Linked DNA regions of Zea mays: region 1 is linked to region 2. The links are chromatin contacts, called in public Hi-C maps. All regions are on one chromosome and are shown on one strand. Each heading gives the region's core, a stretch centred on a gene start, on an enhancer-like site or on the middle of the called end of the contact. The rest is flanking DNA. Distances are from core to core; before and after follow the strand shown. Region 1 holds the start of LOC100193682. Region 2 holds the start of LOC103646792 (UDP-glycosyltransferase 79).

Region 1 (6,839 bases), core at 3,549-6,048, 270 kb after region 2:
CCGAGTCCGAGCCCTGGGTCGGGCGGAGCGGAGTTCGCCGTCTTCCGGGGCTTAGCCTGAGTCCGAACCCTGGGTCGGGCGGAGCGGAGTTCGCCGTCTTCCGGGGCTTAGCCCGAGTCCGAGCCCTGGGTCGGGCGGAGCGGAGTTCGCCGTCTTCCGGGGCCTAGCCCGAGTCCGAGCCCTGGGTCGGGCGGAGCGGAGTTCGCCGTCTTCCGGGGCCTAACCCGAGTTCGAGCCCTGGGTCAGGCGGAGCGGAGTTTGCCGTCTTCCGGGGCCTAGCCCGAGTCCGAGCCCTGGGTCGGGCGGAGCGGAGTTTCCTATGGCGTCTTTGGCAGGGCCTGACTGCCTGTCAGTCTCACTCTGTCAAGTGGCACTGCAGTCGAAGTGGCGCAGGCGGCGCTGTCCTTCTGTCAGACCGGTCAGTGGAGCGGCGAAGTGACGGCGGTCACTTCGGCTCTGCCGGGGGGCGCGCGTCAGGATAAAGGTGTCAGGCTACCTTTGCGTTAAATGCTCCTGCGACTCATTCAGTCGGCGCGGCGATTTAGTCAGGGTTGCTTCTTAGCGAAGGCAAGGCCTCGGGCGAGCCGGAGATGTGTCCGCCGTTAAAGGGGGGCCTCGGGCGAGACGGAAATCCCTCGGGGTCGGCTGCCCTTGCCCGAGGCTAGGCTCGGGCGAGGCGTGATCGAGTCGCTCGTATGGACTGATCCCTGACTTAATCGCACCCATCAAGCCTCTGCAGCTTTATGCTGATGGGGGTTACCAGCTGAGAATTAGGCGTCTTGAGGGTACCCCTAATTATGGTCCCCGACAAGTCTTAACATGCCTTTTGTTTTCCTTAATAAGGAAGTCCTCTTGGCTATCCAAGAGTTCATCCTTCTCATGAATAGCACTAATCAATTCATTTAATTTCTCCTTTTGTTGCATGTTAAGATTGGCAAAAAGAGTGAGCAAGTTATCCTCATCATCACTAGAATTATCCTCATCACTAGAAGTTGCGTATTTAGTGGAGGATCTTGATTTTACCTTCTTCTTCTTGCCGTCTTTTGCCATGAGGCACTTGTGGCCGACGTTGGGGAAGAGAAGGCTTTTGGTGACGGCGATGTTTGCGGCGTCCTCGTCGGAGGAGGAGTCGGCGGAGCTCTCGTCGGAGTCCCACTCCCGGCAAACATGGGCGTCGCCGCCCTTCTTCTTGTAGTACCTCTTCTTTTCTCTTCTCATTCCCTTCTTGTCGTCGCCCCTGTCACTATCGCTTGATAATGGACATTTTGCAATAAAATGACCGGGCTTACCACACTTGTAGCAAACTTTCTTGGAGCGGGGCTTGTAGTCCTTCCCCCTCCTTTGCTTGAGGATTTGGCGAAAGCTCTTGATGATGAGCGCCATCTCCTCGTTGTCGAGCTTGGAGGCGTCGATGGGGAGCCTACTTGATGTAGACTCTTCCTTCTTCTCCTCCGTTGCTTTGAATGCGACGGGTTGCACCTCGGGTGTGGAGGTGGCGCCTTGCTCGATGATTTTCTTGGAGCCTTTGATCATCAATTCAAAGCTCACAAATTTTCCTATAACTTCCTCGGGGGACATTAGTTTATACCTTGGATCACCGCGAATTAATTGAACTTGTGTAGGGTTAAGAAAAACGAGTGATCTAAGAATAACCTTGACCATCTCATGGTCATCCCATTTGGTGCTCCCGAGGTTGCGCACTTGGTTTACCAAGGTCTTGAGCTGGTTGTACATCGCTTGTGGTTCCTCCCCTTGGTGAAGCATGAATCGACCGAGCTCCCCCTCGATTGTTTCCCTCTTGGTGATCTTGGTCACCTCGTCTCCTTCGTGCGCGGTCTTGAGCACGTCCCAAAACTCCTTTGCACTCTTCAACCCTTGCACCTTATTATACTCCTCTCAACTTAGAGAGGCGAGGAGTATAGTAGTGGCTTGGGAGTTGAAGTGTTGGATTTGTTCGACCTCCTCTGAATCGTAATCCTTGTCCCCCTTCTTTGGTACCTGCGCTCCATACTCAATAATATCCCATATGCTTTTGTGGAGTGAGGTTAGGTGATGCCTCATTTTATCACTCCACATAGAATAATCTTCACCATCAAACATAGGTGGTTTGCCTAATAGGACGGAAAGTAATGGAGTGCGTTTTGAAATACGTGGGTAGCGAAGGGGCATCTTACTATACTTCTTGCGCTCATGGCGCTTAGAAGTGACGGATGTCGATTCCGAGCCGGAGGTGGAGGGTGACGAAGAGTCGGTCTCGTAGTAGACCACTTTCTTCATCTTCTTCTTCTTGTAACCCTTCCGTTGAGACTTGATGGAGGAAGAGGATTCCTCCTTGTGCTTGTGAGCGGACTCCCTTGAGTGCGTTCTCCCCGAGCTTGCGGACTTGTCGCCGGTCCCGATCTCCCTCTTGGCGGATGCTCCCGACATCACTTCAAGCGGTTAGGCTCTAATGAAGTACCGGGCTCTAATACCAATTGAAAGTCGCCCAGAGGAGGGTGAATAGGCAAATCTGAAATTTATAGAGTTTCGGGGTTAGCGTTAGAAATATAATCGAGTCCAAAAGAGAGGGCGAAAACAAATCACAAGCAAATGAGGCGGATGACACGGTGATTTGTTTTACCGAGGTTCGGTTCTTGCAAACCTAATCCCCGTTGAGGTGGTCACAAAGACCGGGTCTCTTTCAACCCTTTCCCGCTCTCAAACGGTCACCTAGACCGAGTGAGCTTCTCTTCTCAATCAATCGGACACTAAGTCCCCACAAGGACCACCACACGATTGGTGTCTCTTGCCTTGATTACAATTGAGTTGGAAACAAGAAAGAAGGAAGAAGAAAAGCAATCCAAGCGCAAGAACTCAAATGAACACAATTGTCTCTCTCACTAGTCACTATTTGATTGGAATGATCTTTGTACTTGGGAGAGGATTTGATCTCTTTGTTTGTGTCTTGGAATGAAGTCTAGAGCTCTTGTATGAGGTTTGATGGCTGAAAACTTGGATGCATTGAAGTGTGGTAGTTGGGGGGTATTTATAGCCCCAACCACCAAAAGGACCGTTGGTGAGGGCTGCTGTCGTATGGCGCACCGGACAGTCCGGTGCGCCACCCATGTCACCAGGTCGTTGGGTTCTGACCGTTGGAGCTTCTGACAACTGGGTCACCGGACAGTCCGGTGGTGCACCGGACAGGTCCTGTTCACTGTCCGGTGCGCCTTCTGACGCCTGCTCTGACTCTGCGCGCGCAGTCGGCACTGTTCCTGTTCACTATAGCCATTGCAGACGACCGTTGGCGCTTGGAGCCGTTGCTCCGCTTGGTGCACCGGACAGTCCGGTGAATTATAGCGGAGCGGCCTCCCGAATTCCCGAAGGTGGCAAGTTCAGAGTTGGGTTCCCTGGTGCACCGGACAGTCCGGTGCGCCAGACCAGAGCTTCCTTTGGATTATCTTTTGCTCTATTTATTTGAACCCTTTCTTGGTCTTTTTATTGGTTTGTTGTGAACCTTTGGCACCTGTAAGACTTACAATCTAGAGCAAACTAGTTAGTCCAATTATTTGTGTTGGGCAATTCAACCACCAAAATCAATTAGGAAAAGGTGTAAGCCTATTTCCCTTTCAAATACATCTCCAAATAAAATAACCAAACCTCTACTAAAAGGGAGAGAAAAAGGAAACTATAGAGAGAAGAAGAGAGGTAACACCTAAATTTGGTAGATACTAGAGAAGAAATTTTATACACCTAAATTTATGGTGTTAAAGTGGCCAAGTGGGTCTTAGATGGCTTCGATACATTTCATATGTATCATTACATTTAGTTCTTAATAAATTAGTGATTGATATCTAACCATGTTTTCATAACTATGTAGGGAGTCCCAATACGAATACACTACATAAGACCATGATCACGGCGCACCTGCCAGTGTAGGACACATAGGGATCAGACTCCAAGGCCTACAACAAGCATATCAGACCCCGATTCTAGCAATAAAAGACAAGGTTCGTCTTCACCCCTACTTTCCTATGCCAATTATCCGGTTGGTGAGGTGACACAGTAACCAATGAGGTGGGTGTACGAATGGGAGGACATTAAGTACTACCAAATGTTGGTGGAGTCATGGATTACGACTTCTTCGTGGACCGATCAGACTTGGACAGGGTACAATGCACAATTGATACATGAGCAAGGTATTATGTTGCTATCAACGGAGGAGTATAATATGGCACAAGCACAATATCAGTGGAATGCACCATGTGTGAATGATCTTTGACGGAGCAACAACTGTGAACTATGAATGGTGTATTTTTATCTTCGTCATTGTTTGTGAACTATGAAACTGCTAAATATTATTATTAAAATTGTGATATTGTTTAGGGTCATCTTTTGTTTAAATTATGGAGCCTTAATATGCTTTATTTACAAAATACATATAGCTCGGTCTTTATTTCTATGCTGTCGATTTATCAGGCCAAAAACCGATTAATCAGTCTTATCGATTTATGGGTTTTGAATTAAAATTTTTTGACCAATTCCTACCTATTTTCACCGGTATCGATGGGCACATGTTTTCACAATTTCACCCCTCAGATCTTGTTCGGTTATTTTCAATCTATATAGATTGGAAGTAATTGATTCAAATTGAAAGAAATTTTAACTTACTAAGATTAAAATTCACTAAATCTTTCTCAATCCATATAAATTAGGATAGAACCGAACAAACCCTCAACCGGTTTAGTGAACCCCGCCGGAGAGACAACCCAACCCCCCTGCTCGACCCGCTGAACTGCCGAAGCATCGCCTACTCTTCCTACTCAGCTCCGCTGGTCCGGTCGTCGCGTAGCGCCCTCACCCCCAGCCACCCCCACCACGAAGGCCGCGCGCTCCCCGCCTTCCGACGTCGCTCTCTCCGCCCAGCTCAAGCGCCCAGCGGTGAGGGAAGGGAAGGAAAAACAGACCTTTTTTTTTCTTCTCGGCGGCCTCGTGACTATGGATCCGCCGAGCTCCGGTCTCCCGCCGGTGCCGAGGTTTCCTGGCTCGATCCGTGACCGGCCCACGTGGAGACGGTGCTGGTGCTAGTACCGGTGCCTCCACCGTGTTTCTTGGCGACCTTACTACCTCCTCTCCTCCTCTGGAAGATTGCTGCTGCAGCCTGCAGGAAAGATGGCCGAACGCCGAAGGTGGGCAGCGTTAGTTACTCCTCCATGCTTTTTTCCTTCAGTTCAACAAATATGTTTGGATTTTTTTTTACCGGACTGTGGAATGCTTCGAGCTCGGGGGTTTATCGGATTTGGGCTGTTCTAAATCTCCTACCTACTCTGGCCCATATTTTTACCTTCTGGAGTACGTGTATAACAAGATCCATGGTGGACTGATGGATTCGGTTTTGACCGATACATGTATTTCGATGCTATTTTTTGGAAGGATTAAATCTTCAACACGTGCCCAAGCCCAACCGCCCAAAGGCATCGATTTGCTTTTCGCCAGATCTTGATTTGTGTGCCGCGGTTTGATTGATTGCAAAGCTGTGATGTTAACTGCGTTCAATTTGTACTTATACTACATCTGATGAATGCAGGAGCGTCGGCGCGTGCAGTGTGGAATCGACGCCGAGCGCCTCCAGTCGGTGCAGGAATGCGCAAATGCACGTCTGAATGAAGCCTGGTTGGTGGTAGAGCCGATGGTGGTGGGAACGGCGCCGTGCGGGGTCTCCGTCTCCTCCGTGTGGATCCTCCTGCTCCTTTCCTCCCTGCTCCTCTCGCCGTCGGCGGCGTCCGTCGATTTCGGCCACTGCGGCTGCGACGACGCCGACGACGGCGCCCTCTCGAGCACCTACAACATCCTGCAATGCCAGAAGGTCAGCGACTTCCTCATCGCCGCGGCCTACTTCTCCATCCCGCTCGAGCTGCTCTACTTCGCCACCTGCTCCGACCTTTTCCCCCTCAAATGGATCGTGCTGCAGTTCGGCGCCTTCATCGTGCTCTGCGGCCTCACGCACCTCATCACCGTGTTCACCTACGACCCGCACTCCTTCCACCTCGTGCTCGCCCTCACCGTCGCCAAGTTCATGACGGCACTAGTCTCCTTCGCCACAGCCATCACGCTGCTGACACTGATACCGCAGCTCCTGAGGGTGAAGGTCAGGGAAAACTTCCTGGTGAACAAGGCACGTGAGCTGGACCGGGAGGTGGGGATGATGAAAATGAAAGAAGAGGCGAGCTGGCATGTGCGTATGCTCACACAGGAGATCCGCAAGTCGCTCGACAGGCACACCATCTTGTACACCACCATGGTTGAGCTCTCGAAAGCGCTGGAACTGCAGAATTGTGCTGTCTGGATGCCCGATGAAACCAGGAGCGAGATGATCTTAACTCATCAGCCAAGGGAAAGGGATATAATGGACCAGCAGAACTGCTCGATTCCTATTGATGATCCAGATGTTCAAGAAATAAAGGCTACCAAGGACGCAAAAGTTCTTGGGCCAGATTCGGCACTAGGGGTTGCTACCCGCAAGCTTGACGTGGGGCCTGTGGCTGCAATAAGGATGCCGATGTTAAGGGTGTCAAATTTCAAAGGAGGGACTCCAGAAGTGATGCAGACGAGCTATGCTATCTTGGTTCTGGTTTTGCCTAATGATGGTTCATTGGGGTGGGGTAGAAGAGAGTTGGAGATTGTTGAAGTAGTTGCTGACCAAGTTGCGGTCGCTTTGTCACATGCTGCACTCCTAGAGGAGTCTCAGCTGATGCGAGAGAAACTTGCTGAGCAGTATAGGGACTTGCTGCAGGCAAAGCATGAAGCCATGAGGGCAGGGGAAGCTCGGAATTCCTTCCAGACTGCAATGTACGACGGAATGC
Region 2 (7,193 bases), core at 4,240-6,739:
CCACCATGGTTGTTGCTTCCCTCCTGCTACGATTGGGCTTATCCATAGGCCATAGCATATCTGCAGCACTTTAAAACTCTGGTGTGTCAACCCTACCTCTGGCTCTCTGTCTCTGGGGTAGCTGGTCATCAGAGTGCTTCCCATCACAACACGGCCAGGAGTAAACATACAATTTATCTACCTGTTTTATTGCAAGAGGAAACATACAATTCATTGTATCAAGAGGAAACATACTACTGCCCCTTGCAGGATCAAGAGGAAACATACAATTCACTGTTCATTGCAAGGAAGATCTACCTAAGGTAAGGCATTGGTATGGGTGGCTTTCATAAGATTTATGGTGGCCGCCAAAGGAATGGTTCCTGCCCCACCACATTTCTGCAAGAGCAGTGGTGCCATTTCACGCAACATCCTGCAGCAGTTGTAGAAGATGGGCATCATTGATATCGATCCCAAGGGGCAATTCAGCTATCACACCCTTTCTCTTGCTACTAACTTGTCCTGGTTGTTGAAGTTTGTTTATCGCACATTGTCATTGTGTTGCAGTGGGTGCCTCATAACCTCCCAGGGAAGGCGTGATCTGGACCAAGTGGCTGGAAGGGTTGCTCTTGAAGCATGAGTGGTGTCATCTTCGGTTTCAATGATGTCATGTTTGATGGTTGAGTGAAGAACTGGATGACGTTCAATGAGCCTGAGGGTGGTTGCTGCCCTATGGTATGACGACGGTAGGTTCGCGCCAGGAAGGTCCACAAGATGCAAGGCTGGGAACTCCACTACCAAGCCTTACATTGTCGCTCATCACCTCAACCTTTCCCACGTCGCTGCAGTCTAGAGGTACTGCCAAAAGTAGCAGGTAATGAACAGTTCTAAGTTAGACAGAGACATTAAACAATAGCGTTTAGAACTTTTTTCTTCCAAATTTTGTCTGCACACACACAAACTCCCTTCCAGTTGACACAGAAGGGGAGGATTGGGATCCTTCTGGGTTTCGTGTGATATGAAGCCCTAAAAAACTCAACTGTCGACCAAGTTGCGGCTGAAAGATCAAGAAACTTCCATGCCGGATGGTAATTTGAAAAAAAATCGTCTGCCCCCATCCCAAACATTCTAGCTTGCTTCAACTCGTGACCATTTCGGTTGATTCAAAGAGCTGGATACAGAGATCATCTTGTATCTGTACCACCTCTAAACACCGAGCCTTGAAAATGTTTCAGGTTTCTGCACCCGATTGTCTACAGTGAGTACCCCAAATCAGTTCGAAGAACCATGAAAGACAGGCTCCCAAATTTCACAGCTGAGGAGGCCGACGTAGTCAGAGGCACCATTGACTATGTTGGAGTCAACCAGTACACTGCGTATTATGTTCGTGATCGACAGCCAAATGCTACATCTCCGCTTAGCTACTCTTCTAACTGGCACGCTGAATTTGTCTGTAAGTGTGCCTAGCTCCATTGACATCTAAACTGCAGGTATTTATTTGATGGTTGTTTTGGAAGGAGTAAATGTGTGTGTTTCTTTAATCTGAAACTTTCTTAACGTCTATTGACACTGTAGATAAACGCAACGGTGTGCCGATTAGATCAAGGGTATTGATCATTTGTGTTTGAGTTAGATATACTAGGTAATAATCCTATAGTCGTAGTCGTTTCTGAACCAACTAAGCTGTCGTTGCAGGAAAACTCAGACTGGCTTTACATCATGCCTTGGGGACTATACAAAGCTGTCACCTACGTCAAGGAGAAGTACGGCAACCCCACAAGGCCACAATGTTTCATGTATGAGAACAGTAAGGCTCAAACTACAGCTGAAATGAACATCCGACCATCATACTCGCACCCCTGCAGCTAGCTATAGAAAACATAATGAATGACCAAAACCGTGAGTGGATGTGGAATGGACGACAGGTATGGTCGTATGGATGACCCAGGCAATGTCACTCGATGGTTCTGGACAGAGTAGGAGTGAGGAGCAGAGGCACCATTTGCTGCAAGCGCCCAATAGACAATCTGAAAGCTGTAGCTAGGTATTAAAAAATCTTAAATGATATTTTTCATTTAATCAATGCCTTTTTGTATATATGCGCATTTCATCTATCCAGAATTTGATATCGGAGTTAATGACTAGATTGCAGCATTTCATTTGTCGAGAGTTTACACGATTTGAAGGCATAAATCATACACTCACATGGAAGAATTTAGTGGTGGTACTTTCAAAATTCAAATAATTTTTTCAAATGTGTCACCGAGTTTTTATTTTTTATGGATATGTTGTTTCTCATGAAGGATATTGGGATCATGGGGTGTGCCATGCGCCTTTATTGGTTTGGTATTTGTTAAATTTCATATTTTTTATTTCTCATCAAAATATATATTGAATTGTTCATCAAAATTGGCATATTAAATTGTTTTAACTATTGTTGCTTTGCGTTGCGGTACACTGTTGCACTGCACAATTTTCTGCAGATGTGTATCTTGCTGAAACGGTCATGTTTATATTTGGGATGGGTCTCTATGGTCTCTTCGTCAGCAACGCTTCCGCGGATGTTTGTTCTGAATACGACTGTGCCCTGAGCGGATTGTTGTTGTTTGGAGTGTTCGCTTAGAAGGTAACCGTCAGAATTTGAAATCTCCATTTTTATATACCTTTTGAAGTACGGTATATATGAAGCAAGCCATATTATTCTGTTTGCTTACGACCATTATTAGTCACTAAAGAATTAAAGATCCACTGCCTATCTCATCCAAAAGAAATTAAGATACATTTCTTTTTAAAAAACCATGCTAGAATTTGCAGTTTCTAATCTTCACATATCCCACTAGGACGTATGGAAACTTCAGGCCGCTGTTACCTCAACGAGCAGTGTTCTCCGTTCTACAAAAAGGGAATTTTTGGTGACTTTCGCTTGTCCTGGAAAGGGATATCGGATGATTTATCTCAATCTTGGACCTTCTATTTTTGGTCAATCACACGAGCTAGGCTTAGATGTCGTGGCTTTAATTTCTGAAAGGCGCCCACATCATTTTCTGAACCTGCCAAGTTTTTGAAATGGCAAGCTGAGTAACAGAGTCATAGTAGCATTGAGCGGCACATTCTACACAGAAATCAGGTCCGGCTTGCTCTTGCTTGTTATTCATTTCTCAGCGTCGGGTTTGTAACTTGTGTTTCGTTTGTTTGGTCCATTTCTTTTGGTTGTATGTAGGGAAGAGACAACGACAACATCGACATTAGGAGGAAGCGGTTTCAGGTTTTCCAGGAGTCGACTCTACCTGTTGTTTAGTACTACGACAAAATAGGGAGGCTCTGAAGAATAATAATTTGCGGCTGCTCTGATTTTTTTGTATGAAACGTAGACTGTGCTAATTAAAGTTTGTAACTTTATTCTGTAGAGTAAATATGAACGGTAATGACTGACCTAATCTCACTTAAGTAAAAGTTTGCGGGTGCATGCTCGCTCAGGTTGATGGCGCCAAATCTGCTGATGTAGTCTTCGATGATGTGAAGGCCATATTTGCTCAGCTATTGACCACTCAGGTCTACTCACATTTATGTTCCTTTTTTCCCAATTGATCTTTTTTTTGTCTCGTGAAGCCTTGAAAAAACATCGATGTCATGTTTAATGTTCGTGCCAATAGATAAGTTTGTAGTTGTTTATAATATATATTGATTGTTTTCATGTAATTATTATACACTAACTTTGTATCGAATAATTTGTATGCCGTCGCAACGCACGGGCACATAACTAGTTCAACAATATTCTTGTCCGAGCTCCCTCCGTACTGTGCAGCTTCCTTGGCCTTTTTCATCCACACAGTGGCATTCATCCTGTACTCATCTTTTCTATCCCCATCCATGACATCCTTGATGCACCTCTCCACCTCGTCTCTCGTCACCAAGCCGTTCTCATCCTTGCGCACCTTGACACCCAAGGCCCACACGCTCTCCATGTATTTCGATATGGTCGGCTGGTCAGCCCAGTGTGGTACTGCCACCATTGGCACGCCATTAACAATCGCTTCCAGTGTCGAGTTCCATCCACAGTGCGTGTAGAAACAACCTGCATGTTTGAAATACGCAACTAATTAAATTTCACATTCCTTGCCAGTTTGTCTCATTTTTCCTCATATATATGTAAGAGTAAGAGAAAGAGAAAAACCATTATTTTCCATATATTACCTGTAGCTTTATGTGCTAGAACTTCGAGCTGTGGGCACCAAGAGACAACAAGGCCGCGCTCCTTGCACTTGTCGCGAAGCTCATCGGACAGCTTGTGTTCTTCATTCGACCTCACAACCCAAATGAATGGTTTGCCAGAACTGTACAGCCCGTTGCCAAGCTCTTCTAGCTGCGTTTCGTCGTAATCTGAAACAGTTCCATAGGATACCAGGACTACAGAACGCGGACGCTGCTTGTCAAGCCAAGGCAGACATGAGTCGCTGCTGCTGAAGAGGTTGAACCCGTAGGCCTTGTTCAACGGCAAGCGGTCATCGTCAAGGTACAATGATGGCAACGTTGGGCCTATTGTCTTCGCGCGCCATGTTAGGGACATATAATCTGCCTCCTGCTCAGTTAATTAGCAACGCAAAAATGTGTCAAAAAAGAAAATCAATCTTGTGATGGCGAAGTGGAATCAAAGGAAACAACAGAGCAATCATGGACTTGCTTGCTTCAGCGCCGAAAATTCACTTGAGCAAAACAGCAAACAGGTGCCGGCCGTGGTGACGCGTGGTACGGTAACCTCTCTCACCTTGGGTTCGATGTCGCGGAATGAGTTTACGAGCACGTCGTCGGCGTCCTCCAGCCCCTCGAACTGCCGCACCGTCGCCCGAAGGAACACGGGGCACCAGTCTGGCCTGGCCGCGAACGGCGGCACGTCGTCGCGCCCGAGGTCGACATCCAGCAGCCCGCGCGCGAACAGCTCCTTCCCGTCCACCACCGGCAGCGGCAGCGGCAGCCGCCCCGCCCACACCTCCCCGTAGATGACGTCGACGGAGCACGGTTGCGACAGGAACGCCGCCGCCGCCACCCCGGCCGCCTGCGCCACCCAGCGCGCCCACGGCAGGTGCGGGTCGTAAACCACCACGCGCACGGGCCGGCCCTCGGCGGCCTCCGTCTGGATCAGCTCCGCCAGCGTCTCCGAACCCACGGCCTCGAGCTGGCGATAGTACTCAGCGATGTCGGGGCACGCGGCCGCGCCGCCGCCGTCGAAGCCGTCGGAGATGGCTGCCACCCTGAAGGGTTCCCCTGGGGGCGGCGTGGTGGAGAGTACGTACCGGGAGGTGACAAGCGTGGGGCGGAAGCCGTGGTAGGCGAGGCGGCGGCCGAACTGGAGCAGCGGGTTTGTGTGGCCCTGCGCGCCAGGGTACGGCGGGAGCAGCACGTGTGCACCGCCGCCGCTGGCAGCAGAGGAGGAAGACGAGGTGGCGCTCGTGGTTGTGCACCCCATGGTTTGCTGTCTTAGGCTTTGGGTTGGCACTTCGCAGCGATGAGAGCCTGGGGCCCTGGAGTAAATAAATAAGGCGTTCCTAATCCTGTGCAGTGGAGGCACAACGGCGTGGCGCGCAAGTTTTCTCGTTCGTTGGAACTTGGAAAGTGGAAGTCTGAGTTGACCGTTGACTGGTGTCGTTAGCACGTTTTTTTTGGTTGATGGAGTTGTCTGTCCTGCCTTTTCTTCCTTTCTTTCCTGGCTCCAAGCCAACAAAAATACACAGGCCGTAAAGGATCCTCAAGCCAGCCGCTTTTCTTTCGTAACTAGAAAATAGTAATCCTTTTAGTCAGCTATTTGGCAATCAAACAGGTGCATATATATGGCAGGGGTTTGAACAAGTCTATTCTATGCCTTATGAAATCGTAGTTTTGAGGCAAAACTTGAAGCTAGATTGTACTGTTCATCACTCCATCGTCTCAGTACACACGAGACCAGAATCCAGGAATATGCAGTGCAGACTTGCGTGTTACTTTATTTAGTAGTTTAGGACTTCTGATGTTGGTTTCTAGGGGATTATGTAATAGGGTTGTTTCCTCTATTCTAAGAATTTTAATCTGCATGACCCAACAATCACCCTAGAAATTAGTGATTCGGCCTTCGGGGCAGTTGAGGTTCTCGATATTTGGCCTACTCGCCAATTAATTTATTTTTCTTGTGGTCCTTGCAGGGGTTTGTGCTAGAGAATGCTAAAGGTCTATCACTAAATGGGGACCTCAATATGCATCCAGTGATTGCAGGGTCTTTGCCCCTACACACCCAATCTTTGTGGTAAGATGGTGAAATGGATTTGCCCACTTTAAGATTGAGCATACTGAGGTGTATGTGTATATTTATGTTTGTGTTTACCTCCTAATTTTTATCCTATATATTTTTATTTTTTTGCATGATAACTGGGAATTGTATGTTGTGTCACGACCATCCAATAGTTTATGAACTATACTCATAAAGTCTTGGTGGTGTTCCTAATGCAAATGGGGACTCAATGACAACACGAGTAGCTGCTGATCATTTTAGCCAACAGATAAAAGTTCAGACATGTCTTTCAGTCACATTATTTATCTGGTATACATTATGCTTTATTAATGATCTTTCAAAACAATTCTGATTAAAGCATTTAACTTTGGCACAACTACATAATCAGCCAAAATATGAAGCTTAGTTTCTCGCGATAAAGACCTTGGTAGGATGTCAAGGAGCACCCTGTAGTCATCTATATGAAGGGTTATCCTGATGCTCCTAGGTGTGGGTTCATTGCATTAGCAGTGAAGGTCGTCGAGCAATATGGTAATTTGTCTATAAGTGCGGCTTGTTTCAAATGCAAGTTACTGTCTTCAAGCACACCTCTTCAAGCAGCAGTTGCCGGTGTTCAAAAGGTATCGTAGTTTAACACACAAGTTACTGTGGTTTGTCAAAAAAAGAACAGTAGCACATATTGTTGTTTACCACTTTAATTTGTTGAAAGGAAAAGGTTCCAAATAGAAGGCGAATGTTGAGTTGTAACTCATTTGTATTTTTTCGGTGCTTGGTGGGCAAGTAAAATACTCTTCTGAAAGTGTTGTGGAGTTCATGTTTCGAATCCTAATTTGGCAGATACGATACCTTTGCATGCAGGATCTGAGGCTTATTATTGCCGCTGATACACATTCTATGCTCGCTGAACTACAGAGATGTGGAGTTATTCGTTTCTATGTAATCGTTGTGCACTAAT

Evidence for each region. Hi-C and Micro-C count contacts between places; a contact is called where the count stands out from the background.
Region 1: a Hi-C map of ear shows a contact between it and region 2, with 4 times the contacts expected there. The contact joins the promoter of LOC100193682 here to the promoter of LOC103646792 in region 2. A contact is called at or near these places in 4 of 25 Hi-C or Micro-C datasets (ear, endosperm and leaf).

The regions. Positions count from the first base shown.
Region 1 is chr2:107,070,102-107,076,940 of Zm-B73-REFERENCE-NAM-5.0, forward strand. It overlaps LOC100193682, which reads left to right and starts at 4,799. Exons shown (of 3, transcript NM_001358862.1): 1 at 4,799-5,165; 2 at 5,564-6,839. The coding sequence starts at 5,666.
Region 2 is chr2:106,795,654-106,802,846 of Zm-B73-REFERENCE-NAM-5.0, forward strand. LOC103646792 (UDP-glycosyltransferase 79) reads right to left here and starts at 5,490. Exons shown (of 3, transcript XM_008671452.3): 1 at 4,745-5,490; 2 at 4,174-4,558; 3 at 3,302-4,054. The coding sequence starts at 5,443. The coding sequence ends at 3,534.